Linked DNA regions of Danio rerio: region 1 is linked to region 2. A link is a contact called in public Micro-C data. All regions are on one chromosome and are shown on one strand. The core of a region is the stretch at or near the end of the contact, and the rest is flanking DNA. Distances in the headings are between cores, read along the strand shown. Region 1 holds the start of smurf1 (SMAD specific E3 ubiquitin protein ligase 1). Region 2 holds the start of rnf216 (ring finger protein 216).

What was found. A called contact is a pair of places that touch in the nucleus more often than the background predicts.
Region 1: a Micro-C map of caudal fin shows a contact between it and region 2, with 6 times the contacts expected there. The contact joins the promoter of smurf1 here to the promoter of rnf216 in region 2. A contact is called at or near these places in 1 of 18 Hi-C or Micro-C datasets (caudal fin) and 1 of 4 datasets of contacts at active chromatin or transcription factors (embryo).

Annotation. Positions count from the first base shown.
Region 1 is chr3:39,720,404-39,724,383 of GRCz12tu, forward strand. smurf1 (SMAD specific E3 ubiquitin protein ligase 1) reads right to left here and starts at 2,553. Exons shown (of 18, transcript NM_001001943.1): 1 at 2,332-2,553. The coding sequence starts at 2,386.
Region 2 is chr3:39,617,563-39,621,672 of GRCz12tu, forward strand. It overlaps rnf216 (ring finger protein 216), which reads right to left and starts at 1,770. Exons shown (of 17, transcript XM_682779.10): 1 at 1,693-1,770.

The sequences.
Region 1 (3,980 bases), core at 1,303-3,802, 100 kb after region 2:
TAATAAACACATTTATAGCAAATAAGTCATTTTTATGGTCTTTAAAGTAAAATAATTCAACATAAACAAAGGAGGTTGAAAAATAAAAGTTTATTTTTGATGGACATTTCAGACAGCGCATAGAGGTTTTAGCATCTGAACTCTTGAATTGTTTTTATTTTGCATTTTTAAAGGAATAAAAAAAAAACAGTTTGATATTTCCTTAACCTTTTAACCGCCCACCAAGAAAAATATTTTTGGATTGCATTTCTTAACTCGTAATGTCGCTAGTTAAAACACTAAATCAATTTTTTCCCCCATAAACTTACCATAATCCCATAATTTCTACAATATTAACATGTACAAAAATGGTAGAAATGTTAATTTATAGTAAAACTACAGAAATTAATTCATATGCTATGAAAAATATGAAAGTATAAAGTCTAAGACTATTTTATATTTTAAAATATAAAAAAATAAACATTTTTGAATACCACATGAATTTTTTTGATGTATGCCGAAGTGGTGCGACAGGATTTTCTTTTTTTCTTTGTAAACCAACAATGCTGTATTGTGTTAACCATTCTTTAAAACTCTCTTTAAAATGACTTTAACGGTGATTATTTAAAACAGTAAAAAGATGGTCAACCGTGTGGTAGAGCAGGCAGTTATAGGGATAAAGTTTTTTTTTTTTCCATAGGATAGTTTTGTATCAGAAGATGATGTGTGAAATGTTTATAATAATAAGGTCTGTCCACATAAAACTGTGAAAATGTGAGAGTGTAATTCGTTCATTAAAAGTTATATTTGGTTTACAATATTTATAGTAAAGTTAAAATAAAATACAAAAATAATCTAACAAGATTGAGTCATCTTCTTTCCTTAAATATTTAAGCTTAGTTATTTCACAAAGCTTATTTATTGCACACCTTTTAGTAAATTCTCTGGAATAACTACCCTCATAATAAAACTATATCATGAAAGATATCATCTAATGTGAAATAAACTTTCTTCATTTATAATTTATATCTGATGTGGTTATATTTGACTAAAACACCACAAGCATTTGCATTTTAAAAACACTTTCTTATCATGATAATCACATTTTTGCTTGTTTCCTTTTGTTGTGTGTTTGTGTTAATGGTAATGTGCCAAAACGTTTAGTTTTTCATACCATTATGAAGACAAATATGAAAATAAATGACTGAACCGCAGCAGAGCATTAACGTTCATTTCAGCATTTACCAAACTACTGCAAAAGTTGTATATTTTAAAGCTGTCTCTGAGCTAACATTGACAATGAACTGTTGTACTCTGTAAACAAAAGATAAAAACGGTTCAATTCAAGTTTACTTCGTTAATAATTATAATAATAAAGCAGCTTCACAAAGGGTACACATCATTACTACATCCAAAATCAACAAACCACTGTAACAAACACACTGCTCAATATAAATGAAGGGCATTAACATTTACAAATGAAACTTCACTTTTAAAATCTAATATACAAGAATAAAGAATAAAACGTTTAATCTGGTCTCTACTGAGTCTATAATAAAATGCAAACCACATAACCTTGTCATTTGGCGTTTACCAGTCTTCCTATTCCACAAACGCTTTAAAGGGCACTGATAAGTCAACATCAGATCTGGTTTAAAAAAATAAAAAGGCAACTGTAAAAGCACTCCTCCAGGGCACTGTCACTATGTCTGTGATGATATCAATGAGATCAGTATGCATCTATCATATCCTGTTCGTTTCCAAGCAAAGAGCGGTTTCAAAAGAGTAAGGAAAAAAATCCTCCCCCAAAAAACCCATCTGTGGATTGTGAAACAGTACACTATCACATAAAGATCAACCCCATAGTTAGCTTACTTCCGAAAGCAAGCACAGCGCAATAAGCAAAACATTAATGAACAGTCTGTCACGTATTAAAATCTTAATTTACAACGAAGACACTGGCGTCCAGATGAGGGGAAACCGAGAAAACAGCTGCCTCTGCCTCATCCGGTTTATACTCAGCTGATTTATGACTAATCCAACCTAACAAACTGTGCACGGGGAGCTGCTTTCGGCTGATAACGTTCACACAAGTGCAAATAAAGCAGGTCCACTGACTATTGTGCTGTTTATTAAATAAAAAAGGGATGCTTCTCGTGTTAGCATGCGTTTAGCATGAAGAGACAGGGCTGCAGCAACTCGCCTCAGCAGAAGCTAGCAGGATCCTCGCTTAGCGTTTTACACACATTTGCGACCGACACACAGTTATAAGCTAACCAAACGTATAAAATGATAACTAACAACAAATTAGTACATTAAAGCGATAAATTAGCGTATTAGAGGGTGTTTTACCTGTCAGTCGGATTTTGATGCTTGACCCGTTCCTTCGAGTCCCAGGATTCGACATCACTCCCACAAAAAAACCAACGAACTTTCTCTCAGGATAAACCCAAGACGCTCGCTTCACGAGGATATAAAAACGTATAAAAACACGCGACGCGATCGTGTGGCCTGTGCATGTGTTTCTCGGCGATAAAACGGTATTATTTCCGTCTGGCAAATCCCCTGTAGCTTTCAGACTTAACAACACAGGCTAACATTTTTTGAGCTCAACGGCGTTCTGACATCACGTTAGTACAGCTGTACGTGCACGTACCCGCGGCTGGGCGTGCGCGCGCTCTTCTTCCTGGCGCTGGAAGTCCGTTTGTGTTGTGTGATGTAAAAAAGGATATTAGTCATGTGTGTCCTGATTTCGAATTATGCTATGAAATTTCGTGCTTTGCGTGTTTTTCCAGCCACGTCAGCTGAAGTGAATTGATGTATTTTTTAAGTAGACCAAATGTTATTAAGATTAGATAGATCTAAACAACAATAAAAAGGATTTATTAATAAAATAAATACAGGATAGATAGATAGATAGATAGATAGATAGATAGATAGATAGATAGATAGATAGATAGATAGATAGATAGATAGATAGATAGATAGATAGATAGATAGATAGATAGATAGATAGATATGGATGGATGGATAGATAGATAGATAGATAGATAGATAGATAGATAGATAGATAGATAGATAGATAGATAGATAGATAGATAGATAGATAGATAGATAGATAGATAGATAGATAGATAGATAGATAGATAGATAGATAGATAGATGCATGGATGGATGAATAGATGCATGGATGGATGGATAGATGCATAGATGGATGGATGGATGGATGGATGGATGGATGGATGGATGGATGGATGAAAGGATGGATGAAAGGATGGATGGATGGATAAATGTAGAGATAGATAGATAGATAGATAGATAGATAGATAGATAGATAGATAGATAGATAGATAGATAGATAGATAGATAGATAGATAGATAGATAGATAGATAGATAGATAGATAGATAGATGACTGCATGGATCTGGGGCAGATTGATGAATTTGTTTGTCATTTTCGCAGCATCCATAACATTTTAAGTGACCTGATTAGCATTAGAGGTTGTTGTTTTGAGTTTGAGTAATAAATAATGAGATGATGGATGCAGATGATTTCCATTACATTTGCATGATTGTGATTGCATTAATTGCGGCTTGATAATTGTCGCGTTGTAGAAGCAAATAAGGTTAGCCTGAGCAATAGTGGAAGGGATTGGATTGGAGGACTTTAGCAACTGGAAACAATAGAGCCATTTAATAGTGTTGTGCAGAAGAAAAGCCAATCCACGTAAACAGCAGGCTAATGAGGGTGGCAGGCCACACACTGGCCTTTTTCAATCCGTCACCACTTTAATGAGCAGAGAGCCATTGTACTCTTGGCATAATAATGAAATGTATTTGATCTGAAGACTCATTAAAATGGAAACAAATACATATTAATGCAATTAATTAAATCAGTTCATTGTGTGGGATGCAACGTGGCTTAATGAGGTACATCTGAAGATGAAACATTGACATAAATGTAAACATTAGAATGTATTGACTGATCAGTTTAATTATGTA
Region 2 (4,110 bases), core at 520-3,019:
CAAAATTCAATTTGAAGTTTAAAACAGGATTTAAAAATACACAAATCAAATTTGAAAACTCAAAAAAAAATGAAAAAAATACAAATCAAATTTGTAAATATAAAAACGATTAAAAAAAGCTAATTCAATATGTAAATTCAAAACATGATTCAAAAATACACAAATCTAATTAATTTTGTGAAAAGATATATGATTTTAATTGTGAATTCATGAATTGTGTTTACAAATGTACAAATTGGATTTTGTGAAATGTGAATTGTGCTGTGCATGTAGGAATTTTATTTTGTAAATGTGTTATTTTGAGACTGATCTGGCACCATATTTATAAGGTAAAGCTGCTTCTGGCCATGAAATGTTCACACCTGAAAGGTTATAAGAAATATGTTTAAGGTATTTTATGCAGCATCCTTAATTTATTTTCTTAGGAAAGGCTAGATCTACTCTTAAGCTTTAAACTTAGAGGGAAAGTGTGCTTAATGCATTAAAAACCTTGAAGCATCAGAATCAGTACTCGGTATCAGTCGATCACCATGACAAGGAATGTGTACTCTGTATCGGCTGCAAAAATCCTGATTGGAGCATCCCTAAATATTCAGGTAAAATTGGTTTTATATTTACACATTCTGACTTTCTCCGTAATAATATAATTTCAGAAAAGTATTCTTTGCAATTTCTAAATAGAGAAACCCTAGTAGCAGCCAATGGCTATCAAAGTACAACATTGTTCAAAGTCAAATCAACAGTGCTAATGCTGTTTTGAAGTCATACTTGCATGTGATTTCAGACCGAACGTCCAAAGTACCAAGGTAAACAATATAGGGAGCATGTCACAAGCTGTCACTGAATAAATGTGTAAATATAAAACCATCTTTACCTCAAACTTACAATACCTCAATCTACTTTAAAACTCGAAGAAAGACAAGCAAATCACCTCAATCTTGGATATCATGAGGGTTAGTAAAAAACAGAAAAGTTTCATTTTCGGGTGAACTATCCCTTTAATTATGAAGATATATCGAACATCTCATTTCCCACTATGAAGTTTCCAAACATGACTAACATTTTAAGCATCTCAGAATAAATGAGAGACTCAAACCACATCTTCAATTCCGCACCTTTGACTGGCTTGAGTTTATATAACGTCACAGGACATGAATTTGAAAGTTGACAGTAAAAGAGTTGATGTCCTTGATCAAAAGGGGGGTTTATTTTTTTAGAAAACAGCGCTGTCACTGAATTTCTCTCTACGCAGCCATTTAAATGTACTTTCCTGTCTTGTTTATCTATGGTGTTTCAGTTCGGTTGCGCCTAAAACCAGGCAAGCATGCTTCCTAAGTAGTCAGCACACTATGTTTTGAAACAATCAGTTAATTCCTGTAGTTTGTCAGCCGAAAACAGCTCGTTTTGCGCTGAGGATTTGATCAGGCGTTTATCCAACTCTTTTCAAAGAAAAACATCGCTGAAGTAGTCAGTTGTACCAAAGGGCAGAAGAAACAAGCAAATCAACACTCGCTAAACTCCCTAGCCAGGCTCAGCTAGCTGTTTGGCGTTAACCCTCCTCGCCAGCTGACATCACTTAAACAAGACAGATTTACCCTCTCAGCCGGGTATTTCACCTCAGCTGAAGGGCGAGGATAAACAAGCACATTTAAGACTTCAACACACGAAGACTGTTTCAAGAATCTCACGTACCTCTCAGTCACAATATCCAGCACATCGACAGCGTTTGATCGCCGGATATCGACACAAACGGCCAAAACAAGCCAGCGTGACGTCAGACGCAAATGCGTCCTACAAGAAGGAGGAGCTGTAGTGGATCGGGGGTTGTAGTTCTTCTCCATCATGTGTTGTTCATATGGTGTTTCACCTCTAGATGTCTCTGTTTCCCGTCACTACGGTGTTTAAAATGAGTCTGGCGATCTGGACGAATGTTTTGATTATTAAAACGATCAATTGATGATTTAAGTACAGATGAAATCAAAACTGACCATATTGATTTTGTTAGCTTGCATTGTTAGTTCTGTGGTGAATAATTCATCTGTGCATGTCATTAAGAGACAAAAAATTGTTTGCCCCATCTAAAGTTAAAATCTGAAAGATTTTATATCTAGATTAAACTGTATATGTAGTAATCACTCTAACAGCTACACTTTTAAACATATGTGTTTGTGGTAATTCTTGATAATGGTTTTTCTGAACCATTGGATCTGTCACTGCATGTTTTGTTGTTGTTGTTTTAAATTATTTTAATGCACTAAAATGCAATGTTTTGAACAATGAACAAGTTTAACATGTCATTCATTCATTCATTCATTCATTCATTCATTCATTCATTCATTCTTTCATTCTTTCATTCATTTTCTTTTCGGCTTAGTTTATTTGTTAATTAGTTAATTTTATTATATCACCACTGCCAGCCGTTCACAATTGATTTTCTGTGAAGTTTTAAACTGAAGTAGTTTCAGCATAGCAAGATCATGCAATAACATCAATCAAACGCTGTGAAAATACAAATCACAATTTTCCAAACGTATTTTATTAGCCTTTATGTCATAAGAAAACAGAAAAGTTTGCATGTTCTCCCTGCATTCGCGTGGGTTTCCTCCAGGTGCTCCAGTTTCCACCACAGTCCAAAGACATGCGGTACAGGTGAGTAGGCTAAATTGTCCGTAATGTGTGTGTGTGTGTGTGTGTGTGTGTGTGTGTGTGTGTGTGTGTGTGTGTGTGTGTGTGTGTGTGTGTGTGTGTGTGTGTGTGTATGTTTCCCAGAGATGGGTTGCGGCTGGAAGGGCATCCGCTGTGTAAAAAAACTTGCTGGATAAGTTGGCGGTTGGTTCTGCTGTGGCGACCCTGGATTAATAAAGGGACTAAACCGACAAGAAAATGAATGAATGAATAAACTATATGTAGCATTCACTTTAGTACACTTTTAATATATTGGTGGTATATATTATTTCTATGGTAAATCTGTTAAAACCTGTTTATAGCCATAACAACATCAAACTCGCTAGTACATTCTACTTTCCACAGTCAGAATTTGGCCAGTTGAATAATAAGAAAAATTCTAACATCATAATAATAATAATAATAATCCAACGTTTGGCCTTTTGAACCACTGGAATGTTCTTTGGCTACAGGCCTGACTATTTAATTTTACTTAATAAATTGTATGAAGAGAGGATTAATTAATAATATATTTTAATACCAGTTGTTGTTCTGAATGATTTTAATGGATAATGCAATGTTTTGAACAGCAATGGACAGTGTGTGTAACAAATTAAGTCTGTCCAGAGTTTTTTTAAATGACGTCAAGGTTCTGGAATTAGTGCCAAAGCGACCCAAAAACTACAGTTATTTTTTTTCTTTTTTTTTAGAGAGAGTTTTTCAAAAATGTTATGTAAAGATTCTGCCTCCTTTAAATATATACGGAAATTTTTGGACAAGCTCTTTAATACACAAAAATGTAAATTCATGTTTTCAGTAGAAGGGAAAACATCAGTGTTTACTGAACAAATGGTGCTTGGAATATCCAAAACAAGTTTTTGTTATAAGGGGCAGCACAGTGGCTCAGTGGTTAGCACTGTCACCTCACATCAAGCAGATAGCTGGTTCAAGTCACAACTATAGGCCAGGAGTTTGAATGTTTTCCCCTTGTTTCTGTGTGTTTTCCTTGGGGTGCTCTGGTTTACCCCACAGTCCAAAGACATGCGCTTTAGATGAATTGGACAAACAAAATTTAGTGTATGAGTGTGTGGGAATGTGAGAGTGTATTTGTGTTTCCCAGTACTGGGTTGTGGCTGGAAGGGCATCCGCTGCATAAAACTAGCCAGAATAGTTGGTGGATCATTCTGCTGTGGTGACCCCTGATCAATAAAGAACTAAGCCAAAGAAAAATGAATGAATGAAAAGGTAATTTTTGTAACACTATTTGCAATAAAGTCCCATGACTGTACATCACAATATGTTACATATATAAGGGGTTAGGTTTTAATTATTCTGTACGGGATGCCTTTATTTAATACCCTAATTAATAAAATACCAGGATCATCTCTACACTATATTTCTAGTTAGAGTTTCTGTTAAGGACCATCTTTTATAATGTGTTTCAAG